Regions from separate parts of the Mus musculus genome. Here region 1 is linked to region 2. A link is a contact called in public Hi-C data. All regions are on one chromosome and are shown on one strand. The core of a region is the stretch at or near the end of the contact, and the rest is flanking DNA. Distances in the headings are between cores, read along the strand shown. Region 1 holds the start of Elapor2 (endosome-lysosome associated apoptosis and autophagy regulator family member 2). Region 2 holds the start of Sri (sorcin).

Region 1 (6,483 bases), core at 606-3,105, 1.2 Mb before region 2:
TATATACGTATATGTATATATATATATATATATGCATCTCTTCTAGTGGCCTTGACCTTTCTACTTCAAAAATAGTCTTCAATTCTTCACTACTAAGAATTAGTGTTGCAAGGAACTTGGAACTTCACTTCGTTAAAGAAACGTGTGCTATAAACTGTGTCTGGGCAACTGGACAATAAAGCTTATCTTGCCACAACAGTTGTGGATGTCCAAAAAGTTGAATTCTATAGAACCCCATACACTGGTTTATTCCCAGGTGACAAGTGGCAGGATACATATCGAACCAATACTAGCACAAGCTGAAATTATGCACAGCTGTTTGTTTGCCAAGACTTTGCCCCGATTCACTAGCTACAGTACAGCTGCATATTCACACCCAAGCTTGCCATCTGACTTTCCATCATTGTGGGCTGCCCTGGGGCATGTATTGTAAGAGAAGAAGATGAAAACCCAGGGATGATGGATGGTGTCTAAAAGGAGGATACTCTCATTCCGAAGTGGTTCCAGCAAGCACAGAAACAGAATCTTGCCGTTCTTCTCAAAAGAAGCTAATGGCTAACCTATTTTTGCTGGATACCTATAAAGAACCTGTCACCCTGATTCCTAGCAATCTTCCTTAAAACAGCGTGTGTGCCTCACCTCTTCTCCAACAGAATCACTCAAAGTAGGTCAGAAATGTTACTTCCTTCCCCTCATTGATTTTCATTAAAAGAAGGCACTTTCTGGAGCATGAAAGGCAAAGGTAAACACACAAAGCAACTTCCAGTGACACCCTCTAGAAATTGTTGGCACAGTAAGTCTCGTTTTTCCCAAAAGCAGGAGAAAGATCTAATCACCCAGAATGTACCCTTCTTGGCTATAAAGCAGCAGTGATCTTAAACTGTAAAGTACTCAGCTACAGGACTTCAACCAGGTGAAGAACCTCCCCAAAGGAACATATTTGCTTTGCCCATTCTAATTTTCTACATCACCAACCCGCCTCTTTCCTAAGTACTTTCTTCTCTGCCTTCTTCACATCCATGTCTTGCCAGAATGTCAAGAGACCACACTGTTCTGTATTTGAAAGCTGAGAGCTTGAGAATTGGATGAAAGCATTTGTGGAGACTGGGGAGCAGAGAAATCAGGAGAGGGAGGGTGAGTATCTAGGTCTCTCAAAAGCTATAAAGCCTTAGTTTTCTAAATCCTATGGGGCAGGGCTTCCCCAGTCTCCTCCCCTTCCTGAAATTTCTTTCTCAAACCCAGGTCCTGAGACCTGGCTCTCCAAAGGGGGCGCAGCAAAGTCCTTCAGAAACCCCCAAACACCAGCACGGAGAGAAATACACCACCAGAAAGACAGAAAGCCTCTACACCCGCTCCTAGCCAGCTAGCAGGGGCGAGCAACTTCATCCCTGGGCAAAACGAACGCCCCTGTCCTCCAAACCCGAAAAAGGTGATGGTCACTCTGAGCCCAGGTCCCCGAGATCGCCCCACCCCACACCCCGCCTCAAACTCCAAGTGGGGACCCGGTGCTGCTCACCTCTTGGCACGCAGGAAGCGGGCGGCCAGAGGAGGACGAGTCTCCAGCCCAAACTGCCTGGCAGCCTGCGAGCGCCCAGCAGCAAATCCAGGCGGGGCTCCAGGGCAGCGAGAGCGCGCGGCGGGGACCCCCGGCCGGTCGCCCCCGATCCCTGCCTTTCGCCCGCCGCAGGGTGAGCAGCAGCATCCCGGCACTGAATGGACTCCGGCGAGGAGTCTGGGAAGCGAGGACCGTGCTCTTGCCTCCTCTGGGCTCAGCTCAACTGGGCTGATCTGCACGCTTACAGCTCGGCCGCTCGCAGCGCGGGCAGCCGGCGCCCGAGCTCCCGTCACGCCAGAGGGAGGGACCGTGGGACGCGGGCGCGGCGCGGGGGCGGGACGTGGGGCGGGGACGCGGGAGCCGGGAGCAGGTGGCGCGGGCTGCGGCTGAGGCCCAGCCCAGCACGCGTGGAGCGGTGGCGCTGCCAACCGCGCAGGAGCCTTGTGACAAGATTGAGGGATTCAGAGAGACCAGAGACTCCGGAGTGTCGCTCCTCTCTAGACCCCTGTCGACACCCTAGGGATATCTCTTATAAGGATCCACGCCTCAGAATGAATTTCTACAAGATTAGGGTTTGCTGAAATGGCAGAGAGGAAAGAGGCCTGAGGTTTGTAGTATTGAGCTCGGTTATCTCATCTATTTAATGAAAATGATAACAGTAGCCACCACGTGAGGTCGCCATGCGGGTTAATTAAGTTGATGTGCACAAAGCTCTTGGAAGGGTGCCTGCCTCACAGTAGATGGGAAAAAAGTGGTGGTACCAAACCTACTTCCTGCTGATTTAGGTATTATTTCATACAGATGTGTAGCTTTTGGCGAACAAACCTTTTTGCTTCTGGGAAAGCATTTATCCTGTACAAAAGCTGCAGTGGTGGTCTATTTTATGTGACCCACACGCACACACTAGGCAGTGAAGGGTGATATGTCAATGGGAGGAGCTCAAGGATCCTCTGACCCAACTGACACACTAAATATAAATGGACCTGAATATGTCTGCAGCAGCTACGTTCACTCAAATATATATACATTTCCTTTCGGTTTTCTTCCACTTACAGTTTAGGAGTAGCCAAACAGGTAGGTGGCTCTGTTATCGCTTCGGTTTTTATTTCCTTTGTTTGTTTTTTTATTCTTTAATCCACCAAGAATTTATGTGAGCCAAATTTATATTATCTTTGTCAACAATTAACCATATGTCTATGAATTAAAAACACTTTCTTTATTAAAACAAAGCCCATTTTATTCAACATAAGTAGATTAAAGTACAGATTTGCCTAAATAGCATTCTTTGTAACTCTCAATTAATAATTTCCTCTTAAAGGATTAAACAGCTTAGAGTTACTAAGTATACATTGCTTTTCTTTTGTGCAGGGTACATCAGAGGTGAACTTCAGTAACACACAACAGTCACAGAACTACATCAACAGCACCACAGCTACAGGCATACGTTCTACATAGATTTTTCTTCTTGCAAGTAAACCAGATTGCAATATTAAATGACCAAAAAATTTAAATCCTCTAAGCACAAAAATGTTAGTAAGTATGAATTCAAGTAGCGAATGTTTGAAACATAAATTTTATGTAAGCGGAATGAAATATTATAAAAGTGTTTCTATATGAACCTCGGAATGAGAACAATTCTAGAAAATGTGCGTGTGGATTATGCACTCCGGAACACGGATATTCTTGAAAACAATTTGACAGCATACTAAAATATTTTTACTCAGTCAGGGAACATGATGGAAGAGGAGACCAAACAAATATAAGAGCCAGAAGGAAGATAAAGAGGAGGGCTGCCTCAGGCTATCTCTAAGTACCACATAGCCTTCACAGTCCTGAATTCACATCAGCCACGCCCAGTGCACTGGGCTGTTAACAGGAAATCATGGGTCCCAGGGGACTGTAGCTCTCCTTCATGAACTATTGACTACTGATGAATTCTGGAGGAGGGACAGTTATTGCGTTCACTTGTGTCCCCAGAAGTGAGCCCACCAGGTGAATGTGTGAGCTACCAACCCACATTCACACAGATGTCCCTGGTTATGCTCAGGTGGTGACAAGACAGAACAAAAAAGCAAGCATTGAGTGTAGAAAGGGACCTGTCCGGGAAAACAGGAATGGGAGGAAGATAAGGGAGGGAAAAGTGGGAGGCACCACAGCACATTATAAACATATTTGAAATTGCCAAAGAATAAACTTAATTAGAGTTATCAAAGTATGAGTACGCCTTTAGCTTTTTAAATTTTTATTTAATTTTTTCATACACTATATATTGATATTTTTCCCTTCCCTAACTCCTTCCAGATCCTCCCCACCTCACTACCCACCCAACTTCATGTTCTTTCTGTCTTTCTGGTCATTTTTAATTCTAGCCATCTAAGAACTAGTGATTAAGGAGAGCAAGATTTTACATTCACTGTTGTTTAATTAAAAATTAAATAGCCTAAGTGCCCCCAAAAGGGGGATAGTTAAGTAAGTTATGCTCCTTCCTGTGGTAAAACTATACTGATATTAAAGTTGTATTTTCAGAGAATACTAAGAGACTTAAGGAAGTGCAATGATACTTTATCAATGTTTAAAACCTGGAGACTCACCTTAAGTAGCTGGTCTCCAGGTGTGGCAGGAGAGAGTAGGGTGTGCAGTTGGGGTGGGTTTATTGAAGAAGCCTGGTTAAAACAAAACCAAAGCTGTTGGCAGAGGTTTTCTAATAAACTAATAGCAAGACAGCTGTTTGCTTTCCTTTCTTCTTCTTTTTTTTTTACAGTATTTGTTTTCACATTCTCCATAATTATTGTAGTCTTATTATAGCCATTATGTATCATTTGCATTCTCTGTGTTCTTTTTTTGTCAAACAATTCAGCCATGGGAGAGGGATCAAATGCGCACATAAAAATGTCAAGACCAACACTTCATCAATGTTATTTGTAAAACAAAAAAAAAAAAGGTAAATGAAACTTAAATATCTAAAACTAAGGGAAAATGAAACAAATAATGTTATATGTAAAAGAAACTCTTTATACAAATTAAGTTTAGTGGAATTTGAGGGATGTAAATATTCATGAACCAAATAGCACCATAAACCAGAGAGCTCCACCTCACAGCATCAGAGAGACTTCATTTGGAGACTATGACATAGAGGAATAACCTAATTGCAAACACTGTATCCTCAGCCCTTTTACAGGGATAACTTATCAAAAACACATAAGCTATGAATTCATTGGTATAAATATCATGTCAAAATGACCCATTTTCCATAATATGCCAATATTCTGATTGGTTTCTGTTGCATATAGTTGTACTAATGCTGTGTAGCTGTAAAACTCAAAGAGAGAGAGAGAGAGAGAGAGAGAGAGAGAGAGAGAGAGAGAGAGAGAGGAGAGAGAGAGAAGAGAGAAGAGAGAGGAGAGAGAGGAGAGAGAGAGAGGAGAGAGAGAAAGAGGAGAGAGAGAGAGAGAAAGCGAGTGTAGAGAGAGAGGAGAGAGAGGAGAGAGAGGAGAGAGAGGAGAGAGGGGAGAGAGAGAGAGGAGAGAGAGAGAGAGAGAGAGAGAGAGAGAGAGAGAGAGAGAGAGAGAGAGAAAGCGAGTGTAATTGGTCACAGCATTTGCCAAATTTAGCTTACAACCTGTGATTGGCTGGAAAGGCAGCCAATCTCAGATAGCTGTTAAAAGAATATGCTCTTCAGTTAGATCACAGTTCCCTGTTACACTAACTTGGGTTGAAGTCAGCTGCAGGTGGAGGCACCTTCAACATAATCTCATTTGACATGTTTATGGCATTTTACCCAACTACAAAGAAAGGTACCTGACACAGGAAACACTTGGGAACTTTTTCCACTCAGTGAGGAAGACAATCATGCAAAGCAATTGTTATGTGCAGGATATTTTATGTATTAAATTTATTTATCAATATATTTTATGTATTAAAACACGGGCAGATTTCATTTAATTAAAAGGAGTGAAAAATTAGGAGGGCATATAAAGAGGGCTTCACCTGAACTCCTAATTTTGTGCAGGGGGTGCGTGCATGCGCACACTCACAAGTGTGTGTGTGTGTATGTGTGTGTGTGTGTGTGTGTGTGTGTGTGTGTGTGAGTGTGCCTACATAAAGATTAATGGTCAACTCTGGGTATGTTCCTCTGTCACTCTCCACCATGTTTTTTGAGACAAGGTCTATCACTAAACCTAGAGCTCAGGATTCATCTTGGCCAGCTCTACAAGAAATGCCTTGGATCTTCCTGTCCCTTCTCCATCTTCTTCCAGTTCCCAGACACATCCCAACATGCCCAGCTTCTATCTGGATTTTGTGAATCTAAATTCAGGTTCTTTTGCATGCACAGAAAGCACTTTACCTACTGAGCTTTCCCCCAAGCACTCGACTCTTCCCATATTATTCTTAGTTTTTGTTTAGTTTCTAAGGTCTATTTTATTTATGTGTATTATGTGCTCTATATGTGCATGCTGTGTGTGTGTGCAGATGCCCACAGAAGCCAGAAGTGGGTTTTGAATCCTGTGTAGATAAAGTTAAAGCTGGCTCTGGGCCACCCATCAACCCAACTCAGGTCCTCTGCAGGAGCATTGCTGAGTCATCTCTCCAGCCCCAGTATTTTATTTTTCAAATGAAAGATGGCTCAAAGAGGGATAGAGGAGAAAGAAAATGTATGAAGCAAATATAAAGGTAATGTTTTGTTGTATTGGGTGGCAGTTATGATAATAACTAGCATTTACTGGACATTTAGTAAATAAATACTTAGGAGTATTCTAAGATCAAGTACTTTGTTTAGTCCTGAATATCCTGTGATATAAGTCACCCTACCCTATTTTATAGATAAAGAAAGAAAACCATAGTTTTCTCAGCAGGAAACAGCGCAGGATTTCAGACACTGGCAGATTTGTTTCACTGCTTAGAGAGTTAGCTTTGTTATTCTCTGTACA
Region 2 (7,453 bases), core at 4,243-6,742:
GGCTCTTTACCAGACATTTAGCCACTCCGGCGTCCCTATGATCTGGGACTGCAGACTGCTATCCCTGGCTGAGCAGAACATTGTGTAGACAGAAGACTATCATTCTCAATTTAAAATTATCTTAAACTACTTGACACCTTTGATAGCCAATAACCTTAAATTTTGCATCTGATCCAATGTTCTCTTACTTCGTAGAAATACTTCTTAGAATGTATCACTATGCTTCGCAGACTTCTAGCATCCAACAGTGCTATAGCCAGGAATATTTTAACAACTGACAGCTATGGGCCCCCACTATACTGTAGTCAGTATCCTTGATCTTCCCACCAGTGGAAAGGGCAATGGTCCTCGTTCATGACTTTCTTTTAGTCTTTGGTTATGCAAGTTCACGTGACTTCTTCCACAGCGGACCATGTCATTCAAGGTGATTTGAGTTCCTGAACCGAAGTACTTCACATTTGGCTCAGAATAAACTATTTCTTTATCACCTTTAAAGTAGACTCTGTTTTATACTCTTAATGTGGTCTTTACCTGCTGGCTGGGGTGGCAATCCCATACAATCCAATACAGAATGCTGTAGGGTGTTCTGCTTTCGGGGTAAAGGCCAGAACCCCTACATGAACTCTCCCATTTCACCAACAACCAGGCAGGATCTCCACAGGGAATTTGTCACTTCCATAACTAAACCACATTCCATCTGGGTCTTTCATATATACCATTCTATATGCCTGAATTCTGTACCTACACTCTCCCCACTGGCATCATTGTGGCTGGGCTTTGTTTCTTCTTCAGCCTCGGTACCAACTCTGCAAGCTCACTCCTATCTAGCGTGACCATGCTGGTTACCATCCCAGCCTCAGTACTTAACCCGGGGACCTTCAGCAGGTGGAACTCTTTCTGCACACCCAGTGTGACTGGCCATCAAAATATGGACTGGTTGGTTGAAGGGATGAATTCTCATCCCTGGATAAGAGCTGTAGTTTAGTGTAGAAGTAACCCTCATTTGTAAAGGCTAAGGGGAAATGTAGATTATTACTTTTAATAAGACTATTTTGGGGGGCTGGTGAGATGGCTCAGTGGGTAAGAGCACCCGACTGCTCTTCCGAAGGTCTGGAGTTCAAATCCCAGCAACCACATGGTGGCTCACAACCATCCGTAACGAGATCTGACTCCCTCTTCTGGAGTGTCTGAAGACAGCTACAGTGTACTTACATATAATAAATAAATAAATAAATTTTTAAAAAAGACTATTTTGGGGTTTTATTGATATTTAAAAGTTGTATATAGTTTCAAAATTATCCATGTGGTGTTTTCCCAGTACGCTGGTTCTCTACACTCTACCACAATATCTCAGCCATCTTTTCTTCCAGAGAAACAATGATTCAGGCCTAGCAAGGAAGGATGCCCCTCCCTGGTTCCGTCAAGCTTCTTGTCGAGGAACCACCAAAATCAAGGAAAGGAAAATATGAATTTCCATTTTGGAGACTGGAACTCCTCCCATTGAGTCCCCCTCTAGTGATGACTGGTTCTGATCTGTAGTATCCCACTTGCACCCTTCCACTTTCAAGTCTGTGGCCGATGATTTGGAATCTCTGTTTAAAAGATTGGCGGCTGTACAGCTTCTGTACATGGGAACAAGAGAAAGCCAGTGTTTTAAAGGTGGCCATCTAGAGAACACAGCACCTCCAACAGCTGAAAGTGCCACTGAAAATCCTAAGGTCTGAGTTCTAAGCATTTTAACTTATAGCTTACTATGACGTTGAGGTGTCCATTTGATGTTCTGCTTTTACTAACAAATGCGAAGAAGTTAGAAGGGGGCACAATTGAGCTAAGACACTATTATTTGTCCCAGACACTTCTCTTGGTCAAGATTAGATTTGAACAAAACAAAACAAAACAACTAACCAAACAAAACCAGAGTACGTGGGATAATGAGCCCCAGCCAGAATTCAGCATCTTTGCAACGTTTATTTCCCTACTTGCTTCCTGGAGCACAGTTTGGAGAAGTCAGGACGGTAGGCTATGTGACAAACAGTGGGGCTGCACATACAGCCTGCAATGAATGGAGGACGGAGCAGAAGGCTGGCATGGAGTGAAAGCAGGAAGCTTTCCTCAGCATGAACACATCTTCTCAGGTGACAGAAAGAATGACCTTGGCAGTGTCATGGCCTGCAAGTGTTTGTATTACCAGGGAGTAAGCCCAGAGCCCAGAGATCAGACAGCAAGACTGGCCACTCTCTCAGTGCCACCAGAGTTAGGATAGAACAAGCACTTGGTAGAATCAGTGGTACCTGTTAGCACTTAGCATTAACGATACCTGACCCAGTGGATTCCATTTCAGCACCCTAACTTGTCCTCTGAGTGGGAGGCCACCCAAATGGTCTCACTGGTTCCAATGGTCCTGGAATACAAGGAACCCAAATCCAAGAAGTCCACTAACCTCTCTGGTAAACTGAAATGGCTTGTTAGGAACTCTGCTCAATTAACTTTTTAAAAATAATAGCTTGGTGGATGAGAAGAGTTTGATTTCTTTAAAGGAACAATCGCAGTTCACAGCTGAAGTACAGAGAACAAGAGTATTGTTAGACAGATCCTAAGACCACGAACTTACGCTTGTATCCTCCCGCAATGCCAGACTGTGTTAGGCATCTCTGCAATTCGTCAGCATCAATTTGTCCGTCCTTTAAAAAAATACAAACAAAAACCAGGAAAGGAAATCAGGGTGGTGACTTGCACTTTCAAGCCATTAAGCAGCATTTAACAAGAGAAAATAATTATATGTAGCATTTCTTTAAAGGAATGCCTTTCAAAATTCTTCTTATTCTAATTCCAAAAATAATTCAATGGTGAGAGAATAACTGTCATGACAACAGTCTGCATTCAGTTTGAGCCAAGGAACTATCAAAATCAATCATTTTAAAATTAGTTAACAGAATTGTTTAAAAACATATCCCTCCAACCCTTTTTTTTGAAAGAGGGGGGAAGTAGGGTATATCACAGAGTTGTAGGCATCAGTAAATACAAGGCCTGGTCCAAGGAGAAAGAGGCTCTTGGACCAGTTTGACTCAGCAAACAGGGTCTTCCAAGCACAATTATATAGAAAAGATACAGGGTACCAATACCTACTTACTGGTTGACTGAGGTCAGAATAAGACACATGACATTTTTATGGATTTTAAATAAAATATATAAATCCAAGTTGGTGAGACTCATTAAGTTATAATTAGGAACAAGATCAATAATTTGCAAGAAGATGAATGTGTGGACTAGAGGCCAGCACTGCTGAAAGTCAAGCAGGTGGAGTCACTTACATGCTGAAGACACTGGCAATCTAAGAATGCTTGTCTTGAGGTGTGCTATGTCTTGTGGTTTCAAAAACACGGATCGATAACATATTAAGTAGACACTCGAGAGGAAAGTCTCCCAGTCTTCGACTCAATTTTCCATTCAAATTCTCCGAGCTCTGTTTCTTAGAGTACCACTTCTTCCAAGGTGGCCGTAGAAGTTTGCTTAGCATATTCTAGAGCATATCTGTTTGTTTGTTTGTTTGTTTGTTTGCTTGTTTTTTCAAATCATCATTTCCTTCTTTTGGGCTCTTGTTTAAAACAAGTCTAAGGTGACTAAGAAGGGAGGTCCCCTCTGGACACATCTGGATTATGTCCACAGAACACTTACAAACACACAGTGACCTTGCAACCTAGGAACATGTCCTTCCCCACAATAGCCATAGGCATCGGTCATAACTCTCGGAGGGAGGAAGTAGGTCTTAGGACTTGGGACTAGCTGACCTGCATTCCCTCCGTGGGTCATCTGGCCACATCACCTAATAAGGACATGGAGCGCTAGCTCCAGAGAGCACCTGCCCCTGGGTGGAGGCTACCTTCCGAATACTGATAGCAACTCTTGTGCTTGGAAGCCGATGCTTCTTTACAGCTCTTCTCTACTTCCTTTGTGGGTAAATGATTAATTATCGAATTCAACTGAAAGTAGCTAACTATCATAATTGGGCCATAAAATAATTAATTACTAATATTTGTCTTTAGGTTAGGCAAGCAGAGGTTTTATGTTCAGATCTTGAATTTCTTCTCTGTAAGCAGCCCTTGTTCTATCCTGACAATACAAGTGAGGAGGTATACACTTTGTAGATCTTCAAAGTATATTTATATTCCCCCTTTGGGTCAGTCTAATCCCAGTCCAATCACAAGCTTTGAACTGATCTATTATTGATACAGGCAATACTCTGTCCAAATTTGTCCAGATCTAAAATAAAGACTGTTTTAGTCTTCCTTTCCTTTTACCTTCTTTCAGGCAAAGGGACTCATTTCCAGAGCAAAGACTGTTTTTGTGCCACTGCACTAAATGCTAACACAAACAGAACATAACAATTCTTCAGTATTGAAGGAAAGGCTAACCTGTCCAGCCACAGCAGCAAAGTAACCATATAGCGGATCCTGAGTTTGTCCAGGGAACGCAGGCCCTCCGGGAGCCCCACCATACTGTGAAAAAGAAAAGAAAAAAAAAAAAGGTAAAGGCATCAGAGAGAATTGAATTTATCTTAACCATCCAAGGCTTTTGTACAATTGACGCCTGTGCGACCTTCACAGTCTCTATCTTCCCCACCACCTTGACTCAGCTCAGTGACCCACCAGGCTTGTCCACTCCTGCTCCTGACATCTAAAAGCTGGAGACTTGGTCCAAAACAAGTTTCATGAGAGTGATGGCCACTAAACGCAGACCCACTTTAAAAATCCCTATTAACCAGCTTACAGAGGTCAGTGCACCGGAAGCAACCTGGTGGCTAGGCTTAGGACTGTTTTCCTGTTGGTTTTTACAGCCTTTGCGGTGTTTTTGAAGTACTTGAAGTACTAAGTAAGGCTGGAGTTAGTACAGGGCTGACAGGTGTGGCTTGGGAAGAACAGGGATGGCCGGCCCGGTTATATCTAAAATGAGGGTCCCTCTGTCTCTGACAGTACACCTCCCACATCTGCCTAAGTGGTCTTCCTCTAGGACTTCAGCTCATTTCTCCAGACTTTCTGGTCTCCCTGTCACTTTCTTTTCAAGGGAGTGACCACAGAACCATTCTAGATCAAGATGGCTGTTGTTGCTTTGGGGACATTCCGAGAGAGCAGGAAGTCAACACCAACTTGCACTATCTCACGCCACATATCCGAGTTACAGAATGGGCTTCCTGGGTCGCAGCCCACCCACCGGTGGGCCCTGGAAAGGCCCTTGGAAGAGATGGGGAAGAAAAATGGAGCCAAGGCTGGACATCAGGGTCCAGGCGAGCTCGCAGGGAGCATCTGGGACCGCCCGCGACGCCTCCTCCCGCTCGTCCGTGGCGCCTTCCAGTCTCGGGAGACCAGAGGCTGCTGTGCCCTCGTCCGCTGCACTTACCCCGCCTGGGTAGTACCCTCCGCCCGCGCCAGGGTGCCCGGGATACGCCATGGTGCAGACTGCGCCTCCGCCCTGCCTGTCTGCTGCTCCGCCCGTCCGGCCCAGAGCCGCCCCGGAGCGCACCACGCCGCCCCGCGGGGGCCGCCGCTCGCCGCCACCCACCCCGATCGCCCCGCGGCATCCCGAGTGCCGCCCGTTCCCTGCTGCCTCTGTGCTGTGTCAGCGCCGTCTGCGACCCACACTCGGGCGATGACCCAGGACCCCAGACGAGTTTATATCAGGACCCATTCTCCCTCTCGACCTAGTGGCACATTCCGACATCCACGCACAGCTAGGGGAGGGTTTTTTCCCCCCTTCTTCCTACTGTGCTATTTTGTAGAACATTTACTATTTACACCGGGTTGTTGGGTAGAGAGGACGGGATAAGAACGCTATGCACAACTGTAGGGAAGGGGAGAACAATTCCAGTGGGCGAAGGAGACACTTTACAAAATAGGAAAAAAAAAACTTTGAAAACCTGATGAAAACTTCTGAACCATGCAAGTGGGCTTTTAGCTTTGACTGAGGGTGGCCTGTTTCTTTGCCAACCGTTTAAGCTGAGTGTAGCTCAGGTGCGATTGCTAGGCGTGGGTGTGTGGGGTGGGGTAGAAGAGGGCAGTTTCTAGGCAGGACAGCCTCACCCAGGTCATTCATAGGAAAGTGAATTGTTTAATTTTCTGGATGATTCGAATAGAAACAACCCCAGTGGTGAAGCTTCCTGGAAAGGATGTGAAACTCACGTGGGTTGTTCAGATGTTTCACGGCTTCTTTTTTGTTTTTTGGTGCAATTGCAACAAGAGGTAATTGTTTGCTGGCTCCGGACTGTTAAGGACTGAACAGTGTTGGTTGGTCGATGTTTTGTTTGTTTGCTTTTGACTGTTTGCTCTTACTCTTTCCTTTTGAGATCCAGGTTCTCAGGGTAGCCTCTCATGGCCTCAGCCCCAGATGAGAGTCACCAACGGTTGCCTGCTTTATTGTTATTATTATTATTGTTGTTGTTGTTATTATTAATTTATTTTTATTTTTAATGACGAAACAAAAATATACCTAAAAGCGAAGCTTCTGGAAAAACCATTTGTTCATCCCTGTCTTGTATCGCTCCTCAAACTTGACCTTGGCCTCCCGCCTGACCTTGCGTTTGTTTCAAAGCTGGGTCCCTGAACACATCCTTGTTGACAACAGTCTTGTTCAAGGGGATATCCACAGAGTACCTTGTGGGCATGAGGTGGTTGTAGTTATAAACTTTCACAAAGGACTTGATCTTGGATCGCTTGGCGATTTTCTTCTTGCCCATGGCAGCTGTCACTTTTTGGGGATAGCGGTCAATTCCAGCCACCAGGGCATGGCTGTAAGGGCGGTCCAAGAAGCCATGGTCAATGTTCTTCACGATGACGGCTTTGCGACCGGAGTAGCATCCGGCCAGGACCAGCAACACTTTCCCGGGTTTCATGAACTTGCCCATCTTGACAGCAGGCAGCGGTACCCAGCAGAAAGGAAAGGAGGGCACTTCCGCTCTTGGTTTTGTTTTTAACATTTTGAGAAACACTTTAATGAACAAGACTGACCATAGTGTGTGACCAAGTTCTCTTTGGATACATAAGCTCCAAAACAGAAAGTTCTAAATAGCGAGAAACAATTCCAATAGTCCTTGTGATCACGTAGCAAAGGTGTAGCCTGTTTTACGTCTGCTTCTGGAGATAAAATTACTGTTCTCAAATACCATGGTCTTTGATTAGGCATTCTGAGGTTTTGTCCTGTAGTTTGGAACTTTAATCGGCTAGGTGAACAGGGCTCAACTCACACTTGAATTTAAGCTCTTTCAGGACTCGAGTTTGAAAATATCACAAAAAATATGTGTCACCAATAAAGCATTTGTGACTAATGCAGGCTTCATTTTATGGATAAGCGACTACATTAATTGTCACATTAGGAGACATTAGACTCTGGTTACTCCTCCCTTAAGAAGTGAATTTTAATGGAGGGCTGTAAATGAAATCCTTACAGCGATTGCCAACAAATT

The links. A called contact is a pair of places that touch in the nucleus more often than the background predicts.
Region 1: a contact with region 2 is called in a Hi-C map of cerebellum, with 2.3 times the contacts expected there. The contact joins the promoter of Elapor2 here to the promoter of Sri in region 2. A contact is called at or near these places in 7 of 39 promoter capture datasets (the 3T3-L1 cell line, embryonic stem cells, hematopoietic stem and progenitor cells and 3 more) and 1 of 484 Hi-C or Micro-C datasets (cerebellum).

The regions. Positions count from the first base shown.
Region 1 is chr5:9,261,490-9,267,972 of GRCm38.p6, reverse strand. Elapor2 (endosome-lysosome associated apoptosis and autophagy regulator family member 2) reads right to left here and starts at 1,855. Exons shown (of 22, transcript NM_172706.4): 1 at 1,517-1,855. The coding sequence starts at 1,702.
Region 2 is chr5:8,054,581-8,062,033 of GRCm38.p6, reverse strand. It overlaps Sri (sorcin), which reads right to left and starts at 5,492. Exons shown (of 8, transcript NM_001080974.2): 1 at 5,395-5,492; 2 at 4,413-4,496; 3 at 2,612-2,681. The coding sequence starts at 5,445. It also overlaps the pseudogene Gm15730.